4 separate regions of the Mus musculus genome follow, and regions 1, 3 and 4 are each linked to region 2. The links are chromatin contacts, called in public HiChIP or PLAC-seq and promoter capture Hi-C maps. All regions are on one chromosome and are shown on one strand. The core of a region is the stretch at or near the end of the contact, and the rest is flanking DNA. Distances in the headings are between cores, read along the strand shown. Region 1 holds the start of Etv3 (ets variant 3). Region 2 holds the start of Cd1d1 (CD1d1 antigen). Region 3 has its middle 5.5 kb from the start of Gm23025. Region 4 overlaps Lrba (LPS-responsive beige-like anchor).

Region 1 (3,134 bases), core at 254-2,753, 530 kb after region 2:
AAAATACTACATTCAAACAGAAGAGGAAGTGACAGTGACTACTTAACCGAGGTAACAAAGCCCATCAGTAGTTGAAGGCAAGAGGACTAAAATGTTATGTTCATTTCGCTCGGTGGTTCTCAGCCTTCCTAATGCTGTGACCCTTTAATACAGTTCCTCATGTTGTGGTGACCCCAACCATAAAATTATTTCCGTTCCTACTTCATAACTGTAATTTTGCTACTGTTATGAATTGCAATGTAAATAGGTTTAGACATAGGGGCTTACTAAAGGGGGTCAACCCACAGGTCGAGAACTGCTGATTCGGCTAAACCCTAGCATTTGTTCTGTAGACCCAAACATAGAAAATGGTGTTCTAGACTGGACAGAAGATGGAAACCATTATAAAGCAATTTCTATGCTCAGAGTGCTCATATTTCTAATCCTCTCAATGGTATTTAAATTTTGTTCATTTTACTGACTTTCAAACTAGAAGGGGCGGGAAAACTAGACCTCACCAACACTAGTCCTTCCTTTTTAAGCAGGTAAGGTAACCTTAGGCCATACTGAGTACTGAACTTATCTCAAGACCTCAAGAACTATCAATTATTAGTCTTGCATTGTGACACATATCTTTAATCCCAACAAGTGTGAGGCAGAGGCAGGCAGATCTCTGTGAGTTCGAGGCCAACCTGGGTCTCTACATAGTGCTTTCTAGGGCAGTCAGAGATACATTGTCAAGACCTCTGGCAAAACAAACAAAACAGTAGTAGAAGCCAGAAGGCCAGTTGTGGTAGTATATACCTATAATCCTACACACACAAGTACAGCATGAGATAATTACAAATTCATTGGCCAGTCTGGGAAGGGAGGTGCTAATAGGCATATCCAAAGCTAGAAGCCAACCTTTGATACAAATCATGGTAAGACTTCCATGTTCTGTGTCGTTCCCAGGAGGGAAAGGTTGTGATTGCATAAAGTTGTTGCTACGCACTCGTGCACTCGATGAAGACTTCAATTCTGCCTCTCATCTTCGCCTTCCCCCACTTTTCACCACTTTTCACTCTCATCCACTTAACCTTTACTGGTCCCAACACTGCCTCTGGAGGGAAACTAGGGCTGGGAACCATTTGGAATTACGGAAGCTGATTTCACATCCCTTATCACTAACTCTTGAACAAAATTTGTCTGGGACAAAATTGTAATTGCTTAATCGGGAACAAAAGGCAAAGGGAAAGGGAGGGGGGAGCGGTGTTTGAATGGCAAAGTCGTGCACGCTGTAACACTTGGACGAGGCAGATCAGGACTAAAAATGGAACAGTGCAAGGCAAGGCCAACTTCGCACGTGCCTCTGAAGCTCCTGTGCTCCTGTCAGCGCGGAAGAGCCTTCCTTCTGCAGAGGGTTCCAGCCCCGCGGCCTCCGAGCCACGGAGGGGCACCGGTACCTTCTGGGCGGAAGCCGTGCCGCTCACGACACCGCCCCCTCCCACCCTGGCCCAGAGTGGAAGTGACGAAAGCCGCCGCGGAGTCACTTCCTTCTGGGTGGATGAGGAGGAGCCCGAGCTGCCGCGGAGGAGCCCGAGTGGAGACGGACGGCGCCGGAGAGGTGAGACTGGTGGCGTCGGCGGTCGCGGCCCGCGCGGGCAGGACGGAAGGGACGCGGATGAGGGCGGCCGTGGAAGCCGCTGCGGACCAGCGGGAGCGGCGAGCCCCGCCGCAGGCCGGGAGGGTGACCGAGCGCCCTGGGGGAGTCGCGAACACCTGCAGACGCGCCTGCGGGCTCCGAGGGGCTGGATGGGCACATCGGGGGCCGGAGGATCGAGGAGAGGGTGCCCGGCTCGGGCGTCGGCCAGCGCGAGCCCACGGACACCAGGCTGAAGGGTGTTCTGGAGCAGGGAAAGGGCCCTGCGATCCGACAGCGCAGGGTAGGAGTTAGTCCCGGACAGTGTCCCAGAGCCTTGGAGAAATCGGTGTCTCTTCAACCCCATCATCACGGAAATGGGAGAGGAAGCTCTGCCCAGCCCTGGTGCCTTGTTACTTGTGTATATCCTGTGTGTGCCACTGTCTGTCTGTTGCCTCTTTCCTTGAGCCATTTGTCAGCTCCTGGATCCCGAGGGTTGTCATGGACTGAAACTTACTGTTCTCCTTAGTGTATTTGTCGTCAACGAAAATGCAGAACACCTAGAGGAATTCTAGGTTAGATGAAATTTCCAAGATTAGGAATTTGTCCCACCCCACCCTGGGGCCTCTGAAGCACCTGCAGTTGCTCCAGACCTGCTCTGGTTGGTGCCGGGGGCTGTCCACCCTGCAGGGTAATGAGAGTAAGTCAGGTCTCTCCTCCTCCGTCATTCCCGGTCAGTTTCACCCTCTCCTCCTATTCGCTGAAGGACTGACACAAAGCTGTCTGCTGCTGGGAACGGGAAATTTATTGAGGAACTATAAATCTGCATGGAATGAATTCAGATCCTAGCAAGATGCCTTCCTCCACCGGCCAGGCGATCTGAAGTACCTACTTTACCCTTTTTATTTCCCTGTTAAGTAGATGGCATAACATTTTTTTTCACAAAATTTTAGGAAAGTGACATGTTTCTTGTATGGAGTGGCTGTACACAGGACATGTTTACTTTCTGTATCTCAGAATACTGTTGGAAGGTGAGCCCAGTTTCTGACTGGAAGATGTCCTTCTCACACAATTCAAGAAATACGTAGGATCGGATGTTCCTTTTTGAATAGGGGATTTGGATTTTTTTTTTTCTCCCACTTCTTAAGTTGGTGTGTCTGGGTGAATTCAGGCTTGTGTATCTTGGCATCTGGGCTTGTCTACCAACAGAAAACAAACTGTGTGGCTTGCTTTTGCTGCCGTTTTGGACTTCTTTCACTGTTCCCTTCCCTCTCTTATGTCGGAGGGTCGGTTGGTCACAAGGAAGAAAGCAGATATTAAGGACAGTGTTTACACTTTGCGGCTAAGGTCAGGTGAGAGATAATTATGGCTTTTGAGGTGGATGACCCAAGGACCATCATTTGAGGACATGAGGATTACTAGTTTAGAGGTGACATGTTTGAAAGGTTAAAGAAGGCTTTGAAACGAAGTAAAGGCAACAAGAAGGATGTTGGGGGGGGGGAACTGTGACCCTCCCCCCCAAAAAAGCCTTAAT
Region 2 (3,338 bases), core at 531-3,030:
ATGACACACCAGCTGCCTATGGCCATGTGCAGAGCTGGGGACACTGGACAACCAGGCCACTGGCTTCTCTGTACTCATCAAGAGAATAAGAAAAAAAATTTAAAGCAAGACATTTTATATTAGGGGCTCCAGGTCTCCAATCAAGTTCATGCTTCCCACAGGTCCACCTCTGGAGATGAAGTTGCCTATTAGTTTAATCCATTTGTCTCCCTCTGGCTAGGAAGACCATCCCTGATACTTCTACCCCCCTCCCTGATCTGAGTCTCCTGTAGCCCTCCTCTGTACTCTGGAACAATCTGAATTTCAGCTGGTACAGCCTGCCTCAAATATGGCATGGCTCAGTTTTCATCCCCAGTTTTATTTAACTCAATTTATAGAACCCAAGAGTGGCTGTCAGTGAGAAAATAAACCCCACAGGCCTTACTCATCTCTTCCTAGTCCTTGCCCTTCCTCTACAGCTGACAGTGATGTAAAAACCTAGATGGATCCAAGTGGAGAGCCAGGGTGAAAATAGCCAGCTGACCTTGCTTCTCTAGGTCTGACTTCCCTGCCTCTAGGAGACCACGGACAAATAGGGGGCAGGTGTCATTCAGGAGCATCTGCACGGTTGCACTTGTCCCTTGATCAGCGTTGAGCACTTTGATGGGCAAGTCTAACCAAGATGGGGCCCCTGGGACTGTCTGCCAGGACGTTCCCCAGAATCTCACGACATATTTTCCTTGAAATGCTACGTGTAAAAAGCTTTCCGAAGCATTCCCAGGGTACATTTCACAGCCCGCAGACAGCTGGATCTCAATGGGATCTGTAAGGAGGAGTAGGCAGAGACCAAAGAGTTCATGATTAAGGGATTTGGAAGAAAGGAATTGGTATGAAGATTATCGTTAAGTGCCAGTTGAGGAAAATGATCATGGTGCCCTAGAGCAGAAATGGGCTATTTTTAGAAGGGACAAGGGTTACTTTTAGACAGAAGTAAAACCATAAGGGTGGACAGAGAAGAGAAGCTATGCCCGATGCCCACAGTTATCCAGCTGGGGTCTGGATCACTCCTGCCCACTGGGTTCAGGGTTCCAACCCCTCCACTCACAGTCTTCTTTAGGTGACATCATTTTGACTAATTCCTGTATGTCCCTGGTAAAGCTGACTCGATAGACTTGAAACATATGCTGCAACTTCTCCCACTGCTGGTTACTCAACTTGCCCTGGGACCATGGCTTCGTGAAGCTGATGGTGGCTGAGTCATTACTCCAACGGTGAGTCTGCAGATCCCCCAGCCAGACCACGCTGTCTGTGCGGGACCAGCTTCTGTTTGCAAAGGAAGACATCTGCAGGCAGCGGAAGGTGTAATTCTTTTGCTGGGCTGGAAACAAAGGAAAAGGAAAGAACTTAGCGAGTGGGCTCAGTCTGAGGACAGACTGCAGTAGGAAAAAGCTCAGCTTTAGCTGCGCTTGCGGAAGGAAAGGCAGGCTCAGTGTAGTTCTGAACTGAGCTAAGCCCTGAGCCGCAGCCATACATTGCTCCTCCCACTGTTGTTGCAAGCCGGGAAGCCCACCTCCACCCGCCCACTACTGCACAGAGCTTGTAGCCAGCCTCTTTCTCCCTCCCTTCCTCCCTTCTCTAGATTGTGTGCGCTTTTACTCACTCACCTTCAGATTGTCCCCAGACCTGTAGGAATGCCCACAGCAACAGCCATGGTAGGTACCGCATAGCGCCAGAGTTCTACACAGCCCTCGGCTCCGACTTCTGCGCTTTACTCTGCTCCCGGACTGGTACACAAAGGCTCTGGGGTTTTTGGTGCAGAGCCAGCAAAACCCGGAAGGACGCGCAGGCACGATTGGTAAATTACTCTTTGACAAAGCCAAACCCCCTGGTAGTTGAGGGTTGGAGTGCAGCTTTACTCAGAACCGCTACGCAAACCACTTTTAAACAAAACAAAACAAAACAAAACAACAACAACAAAAATGTCTTTCCGTTATACTAAAGAATGAGGTTGAGACTATCGTCTCAATATCGAAAGCAAGACAAAATTGTATTTCGGTTACAACTCCGATGGTATTAAAAATGCAAGGGGAAAAATAGAAGGGACGTTTTGGTCTAGCTAGCAGGGGCTGTCTGCAGGTGCTCCATTTACAAGTTTGGATCCTCCCAGATATCTATAAATATCACATTAAAATAATGATAATGATAATAATAGATGTGATTCTTCTAGTGGTTCATTGAGAGGATAGGACTAGGCGGGTTAAGTTCCTTCATAGCTTTCGTATGCCCACAGTTTCCCATGTCAGATTCTTTTTCCCCTTACCCTGGTTTCTTTTCTCCCTTGCCTTACCTGCCCTCTGGCTGTCCCCGACTCCATTTTGGGAGAGTACAGGCATATTTTATTTTTAGTTTTTATTTTGTTCTGTATATTGTACTGTCATGATTTGCGAAAATCGAAGACTTGTGTCAGTCTGATGTGAGGAAAAGCCAAAAGTGACGAGATGTGCCCCCTCGAAGCGCTTCAGCACAGCGAAAACACGGGCCATACACCTGCAGACAGATGTCTTTCCCACTCACTCGCAAATACCGAACCTCTTGTTTTTGAGAACAGAGGTAAGATTACAGGGCGCGCCTGTGAGTTTGTAGGGCCATTCCCAACTTCTCACGCTTAAAACAAGTAGTGACAAAAACAGTTGCTCAAAATTTCAGTTACTGTGAGAAAGGAGAAGTCATCCTTGGTAAATCGTACTCCTGCAGCAAGCATCCTGATACCATCTTCCTCGTTCCTTTTTAGTCACCCCGTTGTATGCTTTGCTCTGTCTTTTTGCCTTGTCTCCTAAGTAGGCCTCTTCTCTATGTCTCTACCCTTAACATAACCGCAACCTTCTGCTTCAACTATATGAAATACCTTCCACGAGGTAGGAAAAAACCCCATCATTGATCGGTATAGCCTCTAGGATCATTCTGCCCATGCTCTGGCTTGCCTTGGAGCATCGTTTGGGACCCTACTCTAAGTCTCACATGCTTTCGTCCCTTAGATACAGCTTCTTCCTCAGATCTCTGCACAAATAGACCCCTTGGGGACCTCTGACCTCCAAGCGCCTGCCTAGTGTCCACTCAGACTTCAAACTCCAATGTAATTTTCTCAGAGAGCCTCCTCAAGCTTCCCAGACAGTGTGAATAAAGACTGGAAAGCTAGCCAGCCCATCTCCACACACTGGGCGGCAGCTATCTTTGTTGGCCTTTCTTCCTAACACATAGGCCTTGTCATTACAGAAATGTTAGTTTGACCCCTTCGCTGTCCCAGCTGGAGGCTTGTCAGAACGCGAGAATCACATTGCCTAACCTGACTCCTCCCATTC
Region 3 (2,945 bases), core at 6-2,505, 800 kb before region 2:
ACACACACACACACACACACACACACAGAGAGAGAGATAGAGATAGAGAGAGAGAGAGACTTTGCATTTCTGTTAAAGAAAATAAAACACTTGTCTAATAACCCTGGTTGAAATAAGAGTAAAGCCCAGAAGAGCTAGGCGTTTTCTTCTTTCTTTCTTTCTTTCTTTCTTTCTTTCTTTCTTTCTTTCTTTCTTTCTTTCTTTCTTTCTTTCTTTCTTTCTCTCTCTCTCTCTCTCTCTCTCTCTCTCTCTCTCTCTCTCTCTCTCTTTCTTTTTCTTTTTTCTTTCGAGATAGGGTTTCTCTGTATAGCCCTGGCTGTCCTGGAACTCACTCTGAAGGAGTGCACCACCACACCCAGCAGGAGTTTTACTTTTCATGGGGCAGTGGTGGCACAAACCTTTAATCTCAGCACTCAGGAGGCAGAGACAGTCCCATCTCTGTCAGTTCAAAGCCAGCCTGGTCTACAGGTGCAAGTTTGTTTGTTTGTTTGTTTGTTTTAATTAAAAAATGTTTTATTTCACAAAAGATAAAATGAGAAGAAAGGCACATAGAGACTTACATTTAAACTATTTGTAGAAATAGAACAGGAGAGTGAAATATTCCCTGTGGAGCAGAAAGCATAGTTTGTTTACACTGTGGTGAGAGGTTTAGGACAGAGGATAATCACAGCAGAAATTCTCTGTTCAGAAGCTAGCTGAGCAAGAGATAATTCCTACAATTAGCGTACCGCGGCACCAGGGGCGGCTCGGATCACTGTGCCGAACCGCCCACGATGTGCCAGCCGGATCTCAGCCGCACAGCAAGAGCAAGGATCACAAACTACACCAGCGGTGGCACTCGGAATGCTTAAAAGGAACAGTTAGGAAGCTTTTCTCACTTACCAGCACTTTACTGGGAATGTAAAAACTGCGCACAAAGATCCCTTATAGTTAAAAACAATCATCTATCGGTGTGAAACGTGGTCCTGACCTGAGACCTACCATGTCCACACCCCACGTTTAACTAACCTCAAGTAGAAAACATTTAAAACATTGCATCTGTGTTGAACATTCAGCTCTTGGTACAGCATTTACGTTACACTGGGCACTAGCAGTTTAGCTAAAGTAATCTAGAGATTAAATAAATTATGCAGGCTCTGTAACACTAGCCATTTTAAATAAAGGATGTGAGCATCCTGCTGTCTGCAGGGGCTCCTAGAACAACCCTGCTATGCACCAAAGGAAACAGTGTACTTTGATAACTAAGGAAACACTATGAAGAAATAAAGCCCATCTGTAAACCCACAGACTTATATTTACAACAGGATGTGGCCTTCCCATCTGACTGACGGCAACTGAATTCTTCTAGCTGCTTAAGCACGAAACTTTAAAATTAGCCCTACTTCTCCCTTTCTTTCATATTTTAGACTTCAAACCCATACTCAAAATATATATCTTCAGAGTTTGAGCACTTTCTAACATTTCTGCTGCAAAGACCGAGGTCAAAACCATGACGTGCTTTTGGCATGCTTAGCTTAGAAGGCAACAACTCTTTTCATAGTTTCTTAGAGAATTTTTATCTTGAAGGGTTACTGAAGGCTTTTCTGTATTGATTACAATGTTCATATGACCCCTGCTCTTGAATCTATTTATAAAAATGCTTATTGATTTCCATATATTGAACCAAAGTTGCATCCCTGGAATGAAACTTAGTTGGTCAAGTGGGTACTGCTTAATGGATTCTGGAGTTTGATTTACAAAAATTTCATTGAGCATTTTTGCATCTATAGTAATTAGGGAAATATTTACAATTGCTATACCTTCTTAGATGAACTTTCCCTTTATTAAGATGTTTGGTTGGGCAGTGGTGGCACACGCCTGTAATCCCAGCACTTGGGAGGCAGAGGCAGGCAGATTTCTGAGTTCAAGGCCAGCCTGATCTACAGAGGGAGTTCCAGGACAGCCAGGGCTACACAGAGAAACCGTGTCTCAAAACACCAAAAAAAAAAAAAAAAAAAAAAAAGAAAAAAGATGTAGTAGTTTTTATCTCTTCTTTTTTGGTTCAAGTCTCTTCTCAGACATCTGTATAGATATATTGATTTGGTTTTGGTTTCTATTTGCTTGATAAAATGTTTTTTATTATCTCTCTTTTTTTTAAGATTTAGTTTATTTATATGTTTACACTGTAACTGTTTCCAGACACACCAGAAGAGGGTGTCAGATCCCTCTACAGATGGTTATGAGCCACCATGTGGTTGCTGGAAATTGAACTCAGGACCTTTGGAAGAGCAGACAGTGCTCTTAACCACTGAGCCATCTCTCCAGCCCCATGTTTTTTATTCTTTAATTCTTAAGTCTTTGGATTTTTTTTTTCTTTTTAAACTCATGAGATATGTTTTTTAGAGACCACAGAGAATAGGATCTAAGTTTTAAATCTAGCCAGCCAGTCTATGTCTCTTTTTGGCAAGTTGTTACTGAGAAGTATTTACTAATTCCTATAATGTTGTTGCTTTTCTCATAGGCTGGATTATTGTTTGACTTTATCTTCTTCCCCATTAGGATTAAGGATCTGCTGGTTGACTGTGAAGACATGATGGCTCCTAGCTCTCTCATCTACTCCTCTCTACATTTATTCTTGTTCTTTTGCAACTGAGAGTCCTCCTTCTGTACACATTACTCTTCTCCATGGATTATTCTGTAACACTGGATCAGTGATAATGAGTTCCCTTACTTTGTGCTTGTATTGATAGGTGATTATTTTCCTATAAAATTTAAAATGTAGTAGGTTTATTAGATATGGATCTTGGTTGGTAGTTATAACTTTTAGGGCTTCAGATATATTATTTGAGCTTTCTTAACTTTTAGAAATGCTGACAAGATATCTGATGCTATTCTGACATTTCTATCTTTGTAGATGACTTGGTATTTTTTCCCTTACAGCTTTTAATAAAGTTTCTTTGTGCCGG
Region 4 (3,259 bases), core at 94-2,593, 690 kb before region 2:
TTCACTTCAGCCAGGATGGTGATGAACTCGGGTTTCATTTTACAACCAGAGCTGAAATACCACATTTCATTGAAGGCATAATATAGTGGCCTCATTAAATGTTAATATTAATATTAAAAAACAGAAAATTCTCACATGTTTGCCAAGTAATTTTGTAGTGCTTTGACAACAAACTACTTATTCCTATGTGAACATAAACAAATTTACAACAGAGTTTGTGAACAAAATCTTTAACAAACTCTGATCTATTAGTTGTCCTAAAAACTTAGTATTAATATTAAGTTAATTTGAAATAAAGTTTTACCAAGTTGTATAATTATGTTCATCTGTATTTACAATTTTTCTTAGAAATGGTGTTATTTTAACCCCTGTTACCATTTCCCCTCCCCCTTTGCCCACTCACTGTGTCTATTATAGCACATACTTACTCTAATTGTCAGGAAAAAAATGTCTGCAGACTTTCTCTTCTGGGGTCATAATATCTTATTTTGAGCCAGTCTTTTCAAATGGTAAAGAGAAACACAGCTGCCGACTGTGATTGCCATTTGGAAATAATCAGAGGAGGCAGCTGGAGGTTGTAGCTTTTTATCTCCAGGTTAAATTTGACCTCTTTCTCTTCTATGACCCTCAGTCTTATTTCTTTCAAAGATTGTTTCAAGTTACTTTAAAACTCTTTTACTAGACATTTTTTTTGTCTTACTAGCCAGCATATTTGTAAGGCTTTGTGTCTCTTTTGAAGTTGTCAGAAAGCGTCTTATTACATATCTAGATGGAGAGGAGTGTTTTTTACTTTAAATTTAATTACATGACTTCTCCATGTTCCTAATATTTTCACAATTTATTTTTTTACACTTTTAACTAAATTTCCTTAATTACCTTTTTAGAATTTGTAATTGCGTTGATGTTAAATTAACATTCTCAGTCAGCTGTTTGTTTGGTATATACATAAAGAATTTTATTTGCTCTTAGTTTATCATAAACACATTTATAGCAAAGGACAGATCTGGATTGTTTGACTGGCAGGGCATGCAGCTTGCAGGGTGAGAGCAAGCTTTTTTAAAGAGCACAGTGCAGTGCGTGTTACACTAGGCTACAGCGCTGTGTGGGCTGCTGTAGAGTCAGTGTGAACCCTCCTGTAGTCCTGAAGTTGGAGCTGTAGATGTATGATCCAACCTTTGTTTTGGGAAGGGAGTGAGGAGCTCCTTGGAGTCTCACAGTTTCATTTACCTTAGATCTGCTCAGAGGTAATCTTATAATGACCTTGAAGGAACTATCAATTTTCTGGTCTGCAGTGGTCTTTTGTTTACTCAGAGAATATTTGTGGAATAACTACTTCGTTCTGGGCAGTATGGGTAGAGTGGTGAGCAAGACAGGCTTGATTCTTGCACTCATGGATATTAGACATAGTGACAAAGATAGTTGCTGCATCGGTGTGATTAGACTGTATGGTGAGTGGATAAGAGGAGGAAGGTTTGTTGCTAATTAACATAGAGGTCTTTACTCTCATTTATCAATGTATATTGCTATTAAATCCATTATATTTTCCCTGTCATATCATTTTAAAATTATCTGATTTTGTCTACCTTTTATTCAATTTATTAATTTATTTAAGGAATCTTGTATAGTTTGTCGTTGTTGTTTTTGAGACAGAGTCTAGCTCTGTAAGTCCTGGCTGACCTAGTTCTCACTTTGTAGCCTGCCCGTCTCAGGCTAGGATTCTTTTGCCTTTGTCTCCCAAGTTCTGGGATTACAGGTTCGCATCACCACACTGGTCTTCCTGTATGGTCCAAACATGACATCCTCATCATAACCTTTCTTAGTCTCTTTCAGACTTTAGTTTTCTGTTAATTTCAGAGTAAGGTAATCTCAAAGCTAGCTTCAAGCCTTTCTGTTAGTTCTATGTTTTGTAATGTAGAAATTCAAATTTCCTCAGTAAGTTAGCAGGTACCATAAGGAATCACTAGAGTGGTTCCCCAGTTTTGGATGCTCTCTGAATCAGTTGGGGTAAGTTTTTAAACACAAAAAAGTAACAGCAGAATCCTACTCTGTCCATATTAGTGTGGAGTATGACTAAGGCTTCATAATGTTTAAAAAAAAATGTTTTCTAGCTCTTTTAATGCACAGGTAGGTTTGGAAAATGATTGCTCCCTTTAACCACTATTTTTCTTGTTGGAAATTTCCTTTCCTTTTGTCTGCTTGCACTGCTACTTCTGCCTTCAAAGCCTTGCCTCATGCTTCTTGATTGATGAGGGTCTCCCTACAGATACTCTGTATCTAACCGTTCTGTATCTAACCCTCTCTGCCCTGAAGTCACTGTGTTTAACATCCTGAGACACTGCCTTACCCTTTGTTGTGTGTCCTTAAGGTGCTGGTGATTGAGCCCAGTGCTTTGCACATGTTGTGCGAGTGTCCTCAGCCTTGACGTGGACCTGGTCATGGCTCAGTGTCTGCTTTTATGGCTTGAGTGTTTTTTTGTGTGTAATTTTTATCTCCTTAACTGCATTTTAGTATGAGGGATGGCATGTGTGTCATTATAATCCTCAATCCAGTGCTAAGTATATAGGTACATGTAAATATTTTTGACTTGAAATAAAGTACTTAAGAACTTGAAGTATGTTATAAGAAGTATTGTATTGCTTCAGTGACAGATAGGTTGGGGCTACCCATTTTAACAGCAGTAAATATATCAAAAACATTTTGATGCAACAAATTACCTGAAAACTTTTTTTCTATACTCCAATTGTATTCTAAACCCTGGTTTAATCCAGTTAAGCGCCATTGGTTTTTTTTTTTTTTTTTTAAGAAACATATCTACTATTCTGATTACTAGTTAAATGTTAAATTGGTTATTTATAGGGCATCTAAGAGGTATGTACTTAATACTTGTTTGTTTAGAAAAATTCCCAAGCAACAACAAGTCTCAGCACAGGGTTGAAAATGAAAATACCCAGTGTCCAGGAAGGTAATGTAAATGTGCAGCGGCAAACGCATGGAAGTAATTCAGTCTAAGGGGAGATTGTGTATGCTCTGTGTGTGTACACACATACATACATACCCACTAGGCAGAAAATGAGCAGTTCATGCTCGCGGCGTGAGAGTAGAGGAGGAGTAGCCGCCCTGATTTTCTGTTGCTGTAAGTGTAGCTGCTGCTGAGGTCTAGAGTCATGATGTCATGGGAACTGTATGGAGATGAAATGTGCTGTGGTGAGGTAGCACTTACACTCTTGTTTTCTTATATACAACAAGAGCTTCTATGTGA

The links. Promoter capture Hi-C pulls out the DNA fragments that hold promoters and counts their contacts. HiChIP or PLAC-seq counts read pairs in DNA pulled down with a chosen protein or histone mark.
Region 1: a contact with region 2 is called in an H3K4me3 HiChIP or PLAC-seq map of neural tube, with 4 times the contacts expected there. The contact joins the promoter of Etv3 here to the promoter of Cd1d1 in region 2. A contact is called at or near these places in 3 of 39 promoter capture datasets (frontonasal cranial neural crest and liver) and 11 of 115 datasets of contacts at active chromatin or transcription factors (bone marrow-derived dendritic cells, bone marrow-derived macrophages, embryonic midbrain and 5 more).
Region 3: a contact with region 2 is called in an H3K27ac HiChIP or PLAC-seq map of large pre-B cells, with 8 times the contacts expected there. The contact joins the enhancer-like site here to the promoter of Cd1d1 in region 2. A contact is called at or near these places in 6 of 39 promoter capture datasets (the 3T3-L1 cell line, cranial neural crest, hematopoietic stem and progenitor cells and 2 more), 2 of 115 datasets of contacts at active chromatin or transcription factors (embryonic limb bud and large pre-B cells) and 2 of 9 other capture datasets (embryonic stem cells and liver).
Region 4: a promoter capture Hi-C map of the C10 cell line shows a contact between it and region 2, with 7 times the contacts expected there. The contact joins the enhancer-like site here to the promoter of Cd1d1 in region 2. A contact is called at or near these places in 10 of 39 promoter capture datasets (3T3-L1-derived adipocytes, the C10 cell line, cranial neural crest and 6 more), 2 of 484 Hi-C or Micro-C datasets (the STO cell line and embryonic stem cells), 4 of 115 datasets of contacts at active chromatin or transcription factors (bone marrow-derived macrophages, embryonic basal ganglia, large pre-B cells and 1 more) and 1 of 9 other capture datasets (macrophages).

Annotation. Positions count from the first base shown.
Region 1 is chr3:87,524,075-87,527,208 of GRCm38.p6, forward strand. Etv3 (ets variant 3) reads left to right here and starts at 1,504. Exons shown (of 5, transcript NM_001083318.2): 1 at 1,504-1,585.
Region 2 is chr3:86,997,549-87,000,886 of GRCm38.p6, forward strand. Cd1d1 (CD1d1 antigen) reads right to left here and starts at 1,781. Exons shown (of 6, transcript NM_007639.4): 1 at 1,644-1,781; 2 at 1,085-1,357; 3 at 524-802; 4 at 1-68. The coding sequence starts at 1,704.
Region 3 is chr3:86,195,421-86,198,365 of GRCm38.p6, forward strand. No RefSeq gene overlaps it. Among named protein-coding and RNA genes, the nearest start is that of Gm23025, 5.5 kb to the left of the region's middle. Within about 2 kb of position 1,256, at least 48 of the 459 cell types and tissues checked have an H3K27ac peak or open chromatin away from gene starts, as enhancers often do. A contact at or near this core is called in hematopoietic stem and progenitor cells, where this site is marked.
Region 4 is chr3:86,311,123-86,314,381 of GRCm38.p6, forward strand. All of the region lies in intron 13 of Lrba (LPS-responsive beige-like anchor), which reads left to right. Among named protein-coding and RNA genes, the nearest start is that of Gm26343, 37 kb to the left of the region's middle. Within about 2 kb of position 1,344, at least 6 of the 459 cell types and tissues checked have an H3K27ac peak or open chromatin away from gene starts, as enhancers often do.